Linked DNA regions of Mus musculus: region 1 is linked to region 2. Evidence: chromatin contacts called from public promoter capture Hi-C data. All regions are on one chromosome and are shown on one strand. Each heading gives the region's core, a stretch centred on a gene start, on an enhancer-like site or on the middle of the called end of the contact. The rest is flanking DNA. Distances are from core to core; before and after follow the strand shown.

Region 1 (6,522 bases), core at 3,486-5,985, 120 kb after region 2:
CCCTCTTCAGCTCTCTGAAGGAGCCTCGATAACTGTTTCTCTGCATGGACATGATCCTGGACCTGGGGAAGCTCTTTCTAGCTTGTATTTACTCACAGAGGAGGAATCTAACAGGACAAATGAGCCAAAACTTGACTATGTGTGCTTAGGAAGACAGCCAAGCACCCAGTGACTCAGCAAATCATGAAGAAAGGGAACAACAAGCGAATCGGGCCAGGAAGAAAAGCTGAACAGGATTCTAATCAGTCTCCTGACAGAGGAGTTAATTCTCTACCTGCTGCTCAGTGCATGCTCACTGCACCCTGGCTGAATACAGGGACCACTCCATGTGACTGGAGGTTGTACCATAAGCCATACAGCAAGCTGGAGAATACAGACAATTCCAGAGGGTGCGCAGAGGTCCACCACAGACAACACACACAAGCTAAGCTAAGGCACTGCTCTTTCTCCATCCACCCACCCCACAGTGGTGCCAACTCTTGCCGTTTGCCAGGACACCCAACCTGAACCAGGACCAGACTGATTAGACCAAGCTGAGAAAGGCTAGGGGTTTCAGTGGTGAGTGCTTGCCCAGTAAGCACAGGACCCTAGGGTTAGCCCTCAGCTCTGGGGAGAGAGGGGGAGAAGGAGGGAGGGGGAAAGAGAGAGAAAGAGAGGGAAGGAGGACTCAGCAGCCCTGGGGAATTTCACAAGTATCTCACAGACTGGCTTTCCACAGCTCTCTGAAGACTCAGTCCCAAGATGGCAGTGTTGTGCATGCCCCCTGAGGCCCAACATGAACCTCATCTAGAGGAGAATGCCAGAGAATAATAGTGAAGAAAAAACTTTGACCCCATTTCACAGACAGGCCCTGGGACATGAAAGAGGAGAAGAGTGTAGAGGAGGAAACAACTCACCAGCACACACTCACACCAGCACACACTCACACCAGCACACACTCGCACCAGCACACACTCAGGCTAAATTTCCCCTAACATGGAAGGCACTCACAAGTCTACTCAGTGAGGTGCCACCTTCAGCCCTGGGTTCTCAGTGCTCTACAGATCAGTTCTAGAGCCCTGGGCTCTCAGCACTCAAGTCTGGACTTTCTTCCATCTGGCTATGTTACATTAGCTCTGCCTCTTTCACTCCCCTAATGCCAAGACCCACACACTATCAACATGCACAGCCTTGCCAGGGATCCCAAACAGGAGAATGAGGTTGTGCAAGGGCCTGAAGCTTTTTCTTTTGACCCAAGGCAGGGGCAGTCACTGAATGCTGCCCCAGATCCCAGTGCAGCTGCAGGTGCAGAGACCTTGGGCACATGAGTACCCTCTGTAGTACCAGGCTCCTTATCTGTCCAATGGGACTCAGAATCGCATCAATCTTTTGGAATTTTGAAGGGATAAATATTGCCCAATATGCTTCTTTACAGAAGCTCAGAAAATCCTGGTTATTTTCCTAGTCTTGGGACTAGAAAGCATCATGGACCCGAGAAAGAAGACAACCCAAGGGGAAGCAGGATCAGGGCATCACCTCGAAGCGGGCCAGGAAGTCCCTCAGGTTTGGGAAGGCGTCCAGGCACTTGGGCTCAAACATACGGTACTGGTCAAGAATGTCATAAGCAAGGAAATCCACATAGGTGACCTGCAGGAAGCCAAGGGTGAGCGCTCTGGAATCTGACACCAGGGAAGGATGGCAACCCCTCCTCCCCACCCCTCCCTTTACCTTGTCCCCTGCAAACCATGGCCTCTTGCCCAGGAACTCAGAGTAGAGCTTCATTTTCTCAGGGATGGTCTTCAAGAACTCTGGCTTCTGCTTCTCCTGAGGCAGAGAACAGCTGGCTGTCACCACCTTTAGACTCAGGCTCCCCAGCAAAGGGTTTGGCAATGGAACAGCCACCTTTCCAAGAAAGGGCCAGGTCCTAGTCTAGGAGTCCATTTAACAGGTCACGATTTTACTAATGACAGAATTCATGCCAGAGGTGATGGACAGCCTGGCAGAAATTTCACACTGTCTCTGAAATCTGTCACCACTGAAGTCCAAACCAGGTGCTGTGAGTCACACCCAGAACCTCCTGAGTATCTAGCATGCTTTGGCCTCAGAGACCCAGCGGAACTACAGAAACAAAGGGCACAGAGACACCAGGAGAAGACAGTTATACTGGATCCACCGGGGAGCAGGAGAACAGATCAGATATTTGAAGGATGTGCTTCAGTTTTAATCAGTGATTAATACCGAAAGGAAAAGGACTCAAAGTTCCTCTGGCTGACCCTGAGCTGGCTACTAGGAAGATGTCCTGCTTTTCTATTGGTACCTAAGACAGACCTGTGGGGAAAGAACTGGGTAGATGTGTGAGACCAGTGTAGACATAACTTATTTACTTACTTGAGTCTGGAATACACAGACTCAAGCTATGAGGAGAAGAGATACACCATGGGCGATGGTAATGCCACCTTCCTGGTCAGACATCTGCTTCCTTATCACTTAGGGAGTATACTGGTGCCTGTTGGTGCATGGGGGTCCAATGTTGATGCCAAGTGTCTTTCTCAATCACTGTGCACCTTATTTCTGAGACAGGGTTTCTTAGTAAATCTAGAGCTCAAAGAACAACTAGCCTCAGTGGTCAGCAAAACCCAAGAAGCCCTCCTCTCCTCCCAGAGCACTATATTTATAAGACCAGGCTGCCACACTGGGTGTGTGTGTGTGTGGGGGGGTGTTATAGGGTGCTAAGAGTTCATATTGAAGCCTTCATGTTATGTAGCAAGCACTTTTACTCCACATCCCCTAATTTCATCCTGGGGGCTTTTGGTATAAACACTGGGTAAGACGGCACATTGGAAGAGACCAATGGACAGATTTAGCAGAGATTTACAGCTGTACTGAATAACTTAGATCAACTGTCCACCAGCAGAACCTTAACCATATCCTAAGACCAGCAGGGATAGTTTCACTGTGTTGATGTGATAGATCTCAGGGGTGACAAGGGTCATCCTGCTGGTAAGATCAGAAAGCTTAGAGAATCATTACCAAAGGAGGATGCTACAGATCTGAACGTGAGACTTTAACTCCTGCTGTGAACCCTGTCTGCCGCACCCACTGGCCACTCACAAAGTCAGGGTTGTAACAGAGCATGATGAGCTGCATGCGGGTGTCCATGACCTGGTTCTCCACAATGTCTGCACGGATCCTCTCCTCCTCTGTCTCTCCATCTGCAGCACACACAGTACACTAGGCATCCCAACCTTGCCAAGCCGAGGAGATTATCCCCCATCTCCCACCCTGTGGCCAGCCCCACTCACCCAGGTGGTGCTTTCGGGCAAGGTAGCGCAGGATGGCATTGCTCTGGGTGATCTTGTGTGATCCATCGATCAAGTAAGGCAGCTGGATGGACAAGCAGGGAGGGTCAGATGGGATATGGGGTACCTGAATCCTTTCTCTGGGTGAGAGAAGACACAGGGCCTGACAGTGTGCCTGCCATGGGAAGCCCTCCATGGGCACAGTGTGCACTGAATGAGAGAGCTGGGGCACAGCCCATCACAGAACACTGTGCAGCCAGCAGGGATGGAGCAGGAGAGCAGAAACACTGATCCTAAACCCTCAGCCAGGCCAGGAGATGAGGTGAGATCACCGTGTCTTCCCCAAACCTCTCCTCCCCTGCACCTACATTGGGAAAGTCCAGGCCCAGCTTGAACTTCTCATTCAGCCACTGGCTTCTGTCAAAGTCGGGAGCTGTAAACAAGAAGATGTGAAAAGGCATTACCCCACTGTCCCACCCTTCTACAGATTATCGACCAGTAGCAAGAACCCCTAAGGCAGGGCCTCTGCAACCTGTTACAGAGAGTTACTTTCCAATGTGGAGAAGGGTCTGAATAACAACTGATAATAAAGGCAGCCTGGACCCAATAAGACCCCAGTAGTGAATTCTGTCGAATTATAAATACAAATGGACCAAGGAACTCCATTCTCCATGATCTATATTGGAAAATCAAACTGCACTCTCAAAGAGGTTTCTGGAAGCAGCAGCCTCTATCTTTAGCTAGAGGGAGACCAGCAGGGCTAAATAACGGGAAATCTAGGCATAGTTTGATAGGTAAGAGGGAAGCAGGTGTCTGACCAGGAAGGTGGCATTACCGTCACCCATGGTGTATCTCTTCTCATCATAGCTTGAGTCTGTGTATTCCAGGAGCATGCGGATCGGGTGTGTCAGCTGGGAGAGATGACCAGAAGAGACAGAGGTCAGACATTGTGGGGACTTCTTTGTATGACTTCATCTTCACCCGTTGAGACCTCCCACACTGCACAAACGCCGTCACCCCGCACGTGCATGTGCACACCACACACATACGCGCGCGCGCACGCACACACACACAGCCACCCAAGTGCGTAAACTGAGCGCTGAGAGCTACAGGCAGGAGATTCCAGTGAGAGCTGAAGAGTACCCGCTGTAGGAAGGGCTCCTGCTCTTAAGAACTTTCTGCTTCACATCCCAGTCCCACCCTCCAAGTGGACCCCTCTCTCACTCCGCGGACGTTCCAGTATCCCAGTATCATAGGCATGGTGCTGGTGCTGTGGTCTTCTCAAACTGGCTTCAGCAGGACTGACCTGTGTGTTTGGAGTTGTGACTTTATACAGACTACTAGAGAAACGTGGGCAGGACAAAACAGCGGGTCCCTCCCAACCCTGCACCAATCCCAATTAGGCACTCCCCTTCCTAGGTCTGTAACCAGAGCAGCAGACCCTAAAGCGGAAGGCAGAGGCCACACCCTCTCCGGGAGAGGCGGGGTTAAGATCCTTAGCGGCCTCTGTCCCGGGATTCTGTTTTGCACACGCTGAAACAGAATCTGCTCTCCTGCTTCCCCCGAAACCCTCTTAGCGACTGCCGCCATCGCCGCCTGCTGGATGCTCCCTAGACTAGCTAGCACTTTGCCTGGAGTCTGGCCAGACAGCGAAAGAACATTGGGTGGGTGTTCTCCCGCCTTCCTTTCTTTTGCAGAGCTCGGTTTTCACACCCAGACTGTGGGAATCTGTCATTGGGGAGGCTCAACTCTCAGCTTAAAGACAAAAAGGCGAGAGCCCCCGACCTGAGAGTTTAATGTAGCACTTATCGTCATGGAAAGAACTCTGTCAGTCTGACAGGTACCGGATTTTTGCGCACACAGCCTCAAGTTACAGGAACAGTCGGTGACATGGAAACAACCCCAAGGCAGAGATAAACAGGGCTCCGTATTTTCCTTTAGGGGGTTTGAGAACTGTTATCAGTTATTAAAAAACTAATCTGTATTTTGGCCGTGTTTATGAATCTAAATTCAAGTACCAACCACAGAGGGGCCGGAAGTTTGAGGGAAGCCACAGCTGTGGACAACAGTCAGCTGACAAAACCCAGCAGAGCACAAGGGAGAAAAAGAGCCCACGCTGGGTTGTGCCATAGAGAGGGAGAGCATGTGACCCAAGAAGTTTGCTTTCAAGGGATACCAGGATGCTGTACACATGGGAGCCCAAAGCAAGACCCTCAGCTGTCCCTAAATGCAGGACCTGGCCCAGGCTCCGGACATGCGTTTGTATATGACAGGGTGGCTCAAATGACCTTTCAGGTTACCCTGAGATATATAGTAGTATATCCTTCACAAGTAGTATATGCCCTGTAGTATTACCTTCACAAGGTCAATGTCCTCCCAAGAACACTGTCCTACCTGTTTACTTTCTTTTTTGCAGACAACCAAGAGGCTTGATGGAAGGGGAGACTAAAATGAGTTTACAAGTCAAAGGCCAAGGCTGTTGCTCTGCAGGACGTACATTTTGGGATTAAATCATCCTTTACTGGGACTACGGGGTATGAAGGCAACATATCATGTCACCCACATAGGAGCTGTGCAGTGAGGTTGCAGGGGGCAAGCAGAGGCCATCTCATCCTAGGACATTAAAGAAACCACATGTTCTGCAGGTCTTGGTGAGGATGCACGAAAAGTGACCATGTCACTGGGGCTTTAGCAGCAGTTTGGTGGGAACTACAGGGACATATTTTGCAAGTATGAATGAGGCACTTCAGCAGATTGTCACACACTGTGGGAAGTAGAGAAGGAGGAGTGGAAGAAAGCAGAAGGAATCCATACTGTCTAGGACAAGGACTCAGAGGGCCTGGGAAGGGAGCCAGAGCCCTGGAGCCCTTCAGAGGACAGAATCTATCTGCAGACAGGGATAAGGGCTAGGACAGCAAGTTCTCAATGCAGGGTCCCCAGAGTCCGAGATCATTGTCCCTTTGAATGAGAAAGGTCCCTGAAAGGCAGCAGGGAACTGTGGGGACTGGAGACGTGGAGAGATCTGAAGCTAGGAGTCACAGCCAGTGCTGTCTTGGAGAATTTAATCCCAGCGTTGGTCACTGATCCTCTGGGTGTCTCTGTGCACTGTCACAAGTTCACAGTGCAGCCAGCCCTAGTGTCTTAAAAGGACACTGTACAGGAAAAAAATCTAAATGTGCTGGAGGAAATTTGGCTTATAACCTATAGAGTGACATCTGAGATGGATTCCGTAATTTCTTCCAGG
Region 2 (6,259 bases), core at 48-2,547:
CAGTTGGGGAGGAAAGGGTTTATTCAGCTTACATTTCCACATTGCTGTTCATCACTGAAAGAAGTCAGGACTGGAACTCAAGCAGGTCAGGAAGCAGGAGCTGATGAAGAGGCCATGAAGGGCTGTTCCTTACTGGCTTGCTTCCCCTGGCTTGCTCAGCCTGCCCTCTTATAGAACCCAAGACACCCAGCCCAGGGATGGTCCCACCCGCAAGGGGCCTTTCCCCTTTTGTGCTGTTTTACTCCACAATATGCTTATCATTTTCCGACTAACTTGTGGATCCTGAGCATCAGAATGAGGTTACCTGGGGCTGGAGAGATGACTCAGCAGTTAAGAGCACCAACTGCTCTTCCAGAGGTCCTGAGTTCAATTCCCAGCAACCACAAGGTGGCTCACAACAGTCTATAGTGGGATCCAATGCCCTCTTCTGGTGTGACTGAAGAGAGAGAGCGACAGTATACTCACATATATAAAATGAATAAATAAATCTTTTTTAAAAGATGAGGTTACCCTTAGTGGAGTTGTGTTTTAAATGTAAGGTACTAAAACAAAAAAATAGAAGACATCTCAATAATTTTCATACTACATTCTGAAACAGTATATATTGGGCTACGTAAGTATACTATGGATTCATTGCCTCCTTAAAAAAAAAAAAACTAGAAGCAAACCATTTAAAAACAATCATATGTCTGTCTTGCATTATACTGCTAGTGAACATTATGATCTAGATCCTATACACTCCCCACAGAGCAGAGAGAAAACACTCACACCCTCTGTCTGTCTGGCTGTCCATACCCTTTGCAACCTGCCCCAAATGCTTAATGTTTTGACTCCTCCCATAAACCAGCCTAACTCGACAGCACCTGCTGTTTATCTTGCATAGCTATTTGTCACCTTTCGGTGTTTGCTCTACCCTCCTCTTTCCTGGAGTGTCCTTTGAGGCATTTCCAATGTGCATGACCTATCCTTTTTCACAGTGGACCTGTTTAGTGTCCCCAGCCTCCCTCAGTCTTCACAGAGCCATTTGTATCTTACATAGAAAATGTTTCTATCCCCAAAGTACCTTATACCTGAATCGTTTCCTACCTCGTAGTTTTATGTGCCAGCTCAACTGTGCAACATGACTCACGCTTCCCGGGTAACTAAGGTCCAGGCCCCCACTGCCAGAAGAGTAGATGAAGCATCAACAGCCCTGGGAGAAGTTCACACCGGAGGATTTCAGGAGCCGCAGCAGCTGCGCCTGCGCACCGCCCACTGACCACGCGGAGGGCGGGTGGAGCATAGAGCGAGAGAGGAGGAGACAGTTCGGTCGCGTCAGCCCGGCCCACAGCGTCCAGTATAAAGTTAGCCGCCCACAGTCCATCGCTGTATCCCCGAAGGGGCTAAGATCGCCCAAAATGTCATCCAAGTCTATGGTTCTGGGTTACTGGGATATCCGCGGGGTGAGTGGTCCCTCGCCAGCCCAGCCTCTGGGACAGAGAGGTGCAGGCGGCCGGGCGGGGGTCAGGGGCCGGTGGGCCGATCTCCAGCCTACCTATGGGGTCCCCAGGACTGTGGGTAGAGGAATAAGGTACTGGAAGTTCCCGGGCGTGAGCGAAGGGGCTGCCTAAGGACAATTTCCCTGGACAGGACGCAGGAGCTTGGCAGCGTTGGGTTGGGGACATTGACGGAGGGGGCCTGCGAGCAAGTGGGCACTGCGCAGGCGCGCTGACCGGGGTCTTTCTCCATCCCCTGCTTTTAGCTGGCTCATGCTATCCGCATGCTTCTGGAGTTTACTGATACCAGCTATGAGGAGAAACGGTACATCTGTGGGGAAGGTAATGAATGTCTGTGGGTGCGCTACAGTTGTTTTTTACCCAGAGGGTTGTACCACACCAAGATGGTGTGGGACCCCCTGCTCCTGTAAGCTGGGAACTTTGCCAAGAGAGGCCCATAGAGTTATCTCTTGCTGTTCAGGCCCATCTTTGCAGAAACTCAAGGGTTAGTTTTTGGGGATTGGGAACTTGAGATAACAGGTCTAAGTCTCAGCTAGGTCGGTAACGGGCTTGGGTCCCACTTCTCTCTTACAGCTCCTGACTATGATAGAAGCCAATGGCTGGACGTGAAATTCAAGCTAGATCTGGACTTTCCTAACGTAGGTGGTTTTGGAGGAGTGGGCAGAAGGGAAGGCCTTCAAGTGTATCTGTTTTCACTTCATCTCTGGCTTGGGAGCATCTAGATAGAGACTCTTCACGTTTATAGAATGGATAGAATTCAAGGGTCATTGAACAGAACTGAGAATAACATTTTATTTCCTACTAACGTCTGAGAAACACTAATATTCTCCTCTTAAAGGCAGGCTATAAGAGACATGAGTTGATAGCCAGGTCTGTGACTTTATCACTGATAGATTCCAGGTATTTTCATGGTATCCTAAATGTATCCTCATGTGTCCTGGTTGTTAAAACACCTATTTTTTTTTTAAATGTATCCATAATCACCCTACTTTTACATACTTTAAGGTATAAAATATTTACATTTTGCTTTTTAAACGTCTATATGCCACACATACATTCACAGTGACACACAGGATTAAGCACCCTTGTCTAGAGTCAGGTGAGGACCCAGTGCTACTTTCTATTTATTTAGTTATTTCTCCTGGCTTCTACTCTCACACACCTTGCAAGTCTTCTCTTTTCCAGAGGAGTGGCGGTCCTGGAGGACTAGGTTCACATTAACTTTCCCCTTCTAGCTGCCCTACCTCATGGACGGGAAGAACAAGATCACCCAGAGTAACGCCATCCTGAGATACATCGCACGCAAGCACAACATGTGTGAGTGGGCTGAAGGGGATAGGAGGGAGGAGGCAGTTGGCTCACCTGGAGGTTGGCAATCCTGAGGGTGATTTGTTGCCATCTGGCTGCAGGTGGTGACACTGAAGAAGAAAAGATACGAGTAGACATCATGGAGAACCAGATCATGGACTTCCGCATGCAGCTGGTTCGCCTCTGCTACAATTCTAACCACGTAAGTTTCCTCATCTGGAATCACCTTTGTTGGGTTTCAGGCCAAAGTGCTAAGGATTATTCTGCTCGCTTCTATGGTTGCCATCTTTCTATCAACCCAAACTGGAAGGATTAGAAACAGACTCTATTTTTTGGTGTGGTTTGTCCTGTAAGTCTGGTGTTAGCTCCTCCTCCTTTCCAAAGCCCCAGCTCTCCATCCTGCCTTCTCCAATTAAAGGCAGAAAGAAGCTGCCTAGAGTGTGTCCATCACTGGTCCAGGCCCTGACTATAGCTATTGGGGGAAGGGGCCAGTGTGTGTAGAAGTCCAAAGACTTCTACATTAATGTGGGACCTGGGAATCAAACTCTATTCACCCCCATTGAGCCATGTGTTGACCCAACAATAGCTATTGCTTTTCTTTCCTAGGAAAACCTGAAGCCTCAGTACTTGGAACAGCTACCTGCACAGCTGAAACAATTCTCATTGTTCCTGGGGAAATTCACATGGTTTGCAGGAGAAAAGGTAGGGAGAAGGCACAGGGAGAGGCTGCCTGCCTGCCTGTCTATCTCTGCAGGTATTGGTGAGTTCCTTAGGCATGACACTTCATTGTCCTCATTCTTTCTAGCTGACCTTTGTGGATTTTCTCACCTATGATGTCTTGGATCAGAACCGTATATTTGAGCCCAAGTGTCTGGATGAGTTCCCAAACCTGAAGGCTTTCATGTGCCGTTTTGAGGTGATGTTCACTACCCCTTTCTCAAAGCACTATGCACAGGCTCCCCTATGGCCTGTAGGCCCCATTGTGCTTGCCCAACAGCAGCAGAGATCAGTGGAGTCAGACAGCATGTTTGCTGTGAGTCTGCTGGGCTGGGTCAGGGTCCTAATAAGACCTGGTATGCTTTTTCTTCAGGCTTTGGAGAAGATTGCTGCATTCCTGCAGTCTGACCGCTTCTTCAAGATGCCAATCAATAACAAGATGGCCAAGTGGGGTAACAAGTGCTTATGCTGAGCCAGAGCTCGCTGCTGCTGAGCCATCTTGCCCTGAGGGGCCCACACTCTTAGCTCACTGTCAGTCTTGTTCCATCCTGTCCTGAGGGCCCCCACTCTGTCTCCTCTGCTCTTTCTAATAAACAGCAGTTGCATTAACTGGTGTCTAGATGGATTTCTTGGCGTAAAGGCCAAAGAAGAATGAGGAGATGTTGAGAGAAAGAGCTGTGAATCCATGCGTAACTGCGTGGACATTCTTTACTCTTTACTCCTCGGCCGAGTTCCAGGGCTTGAAGTCCTCCCCGAGCCTGAGCGGGCACTGGAAGGAGAGGTATTGCCCATTTTGGGTGGCAGGTGCTTTTGAACAGACGTGGAACCTCTGTGAAGCCATGAAGAAAGCCAAGCAAAACTGCGTAGTGCTGACGAATGCAACAGAACTGGAGCTTACCAACGACCCGTGTTGAGCAGGGCAGAGAGCTTAATGTGGTAAAGGTGGCATTTCAAACTGGCCGGCTTGTCAGTAAGTTGAAACAGTTGGTTACTAATTAAAACTTAGAGAGCCCTGTACCTCATGCTAGGCAAGGTACACCTGCTGGCGACCCTGAAGACTGATACAGGTCCCTGAGGGAATAATCTCACTTTTAAAATTCAAATCATATCCCGTGGCCCAGCCACTCTTCCTATGTTAGTGTACTAAAACCACGTGCACCCAAGAAGGTAAATTGTGGTTTCATATAAGAACAAGTAGATGCTGAATAAAAGCTAGGGAATATCATGGCAGGAAGGGCACGAAATGATGTGAGTGCATGGTGATTGTGGAGACACACATTCAGAATGCCAGTGTTAGGGAGGCGGGGACAAGCAGGTTCCTGGAGGTGCACTGCCCAACATCTAGCCAAATAGTTTCTGGCCAGTAAGACACCCTGTCCAGATGGAGAGGCTGGGGATGGAGGGAGGCATGACCCCTGAGGTTGTCCTCCAGCTTCCGTGTGGATGTGAACACGCACATGGGTGTACAGGTGGACGCACAGTGTGCAGTTGAGGGCACACACAGAATAAGCTGTATGAACCAACATGGCTTCATCTGAAGACATCATCAACGTGCAGTGAGGATCAAGATCCCCTCTCAAGGCCCGGTTGGATAAGGATCTGCTTCCAAGCTAGTGGTTGTTGGTACAACTCAATGTCTGCCATTTTGCTGGACAGAGATCTCGGCTTCTTGATGGGTAACAAGGTAGATGGCTATCTTCTCTTCCTTGTAAACAAGGCCTTGCCAGAACACTTCAATCAAGAGTCTCATGAGAGAGATGTTATTGTAACACAGCCATGGCACTTCCATCCCTTGTCTCTGCCCTAACTGTTACAGTTTGGATACTGAATGCCCTCCAGTGGCCAATATGCTCAAGATTCCTCCAGCTGATGGTGTTTTGGGGAGATGGTAGAACCTTTAGGAGAAAGGGTCCATGGGGGAACATGGGGTTCTGGCTCCTTCCTCTTTCTCTGTCTCCCTCCCTTCCTCTGCCTTATTTCCTGGATGCCACAAGGTTCAAAGTTCTCCTCAGCCACATGCTCCTATCATGAGGTACTGGGCCACTACATGCCCAAAGTAACAGGGCCAAGTGACCAGAGATTGAGATCTCTGAAACTTTAAGGCAAAAATAACCCTTCTACCTTTAAAGTTGATTTATTCCAGGTATTTGTCTCAGTGGCAGAAACCTGACACATCATTGAAGGTAAATCAGCCATTCAAGGGAAGGGCATTACACAAGGGCCTAAGTTGGGGGTATAGAAACCATCTCCGAGTCTGCTCACCACAGGGCAGAAAGCAAGGAAATAGGAAATTGGTCTTGTAGCTTCTGAGTAGCAATTCTAAGAAAGGTGGTGGAAAAGAGCATACAACACAGCAAGCAGCTGTAAGAAAGAGCATATAACACAGCAAGCAGCTGTAAGGTAAAATATTTAAGAGCACATGCCTAGTTTTGTGGGGTTTTTTGTTTTGGTTTGGATTTGTTTTTTGAGGGAAGTTGTTTTTGGTTTGGTTTGGTTTGATTTTCTGGTTTTTTTTTTGTTGTTGTTTTTTTTTTTTTTTTTTTTTTTTTTTGTCCTGGCTGTCCTGGAGCTCACCTTGTAGACCAGGCTAGCCTCAAACTCACAGAGCTCCACCATCCTCTGCCTCCCAAGTGCTAGAATTGTACCTTCTATTTTTTTTTTTTCTTGACATTATGTTGATGGCCAACTATATGGCCCAAAATGCAATGAAAGACAATGAAGGAAGAGAGGTGGCTCTC

What was found. Promoter capture Hi-C pulls out the DNA fragments that hold promoters and counts their contacts.
Region 1: a contact with region 2 is called in a promoter capture Hi-C map of the HPC-7 cell line. The contact joins the promoter of Gstm1 here to the promoter of Gstm5 in region 2. A contact is called at or near these places in 10 of 39 promoter capture datasets (the 3T3-L1 cell line, the HPC-7 cell line, cranial neural crest and 6 more), 1 of 15 datasets of contacts at CTCF or cohesin (the NIH/3T3 cell line), 6 of 484 Hi-C or Micro-C datasets (cerebral cortex, extraembryonic endoderm stem cells, muscle stem cells and 2 more), 5 of 115 datasets of contacts at active chromatin or transcription factors (astrocytes, bone marrow-derived macrophages, embryonic forebrain and 2 more) and 4 of 9 other capture datasets (adipose tissue, embryonic stem cells, liver and 1 more).

The regions. Positions count from the first base shown.
Region 1 is chr3:108,013,238-108,019,759 of GRCm38.p6, forward strand. Gstm1 (glutathione S-transferase, mu 1) reads right to left here and starts at 4,736. Exons shown (of 8, transcript NM_010358.5): 1 at 4,503-4,736; 2 at 4,114-4,189; 3 at 3,647-3,711; 4 at 3,282-3,363; 5 at 3,091-3,191; 6 at 1,708-1,803; 7 at 1,516-1,626. The coding sequence starts at 4,538.
Region 2 is chr3:107,894,557-107,900,815 of GRCm38.p6, forward strand. Gstm5 (glutathione S-transferase, mu 5) reads left to right here and starts at 1,298. Exons shown (of 8, transcript NM_010360.2): 1 at 1,298-1,442; 2 at 1,742-1,817; 3 at 2,070-2,134; 4 at 2,732-2,813; 5 at 2,906-3,006; 6 at 3,411-3,506; 7 at 3,610-3,720; 8 at 3,895-4,129. The coding sequence starts at 1,398. The coding sequence ends at 3,993. It overlaps 4933431E20Rik (RIKEN cDNA 4933431E20 gene), which reads right to left and starts at 1,657. Exons shown (of 3, transcript NR_015459.1): 1 at 1,087-1,657.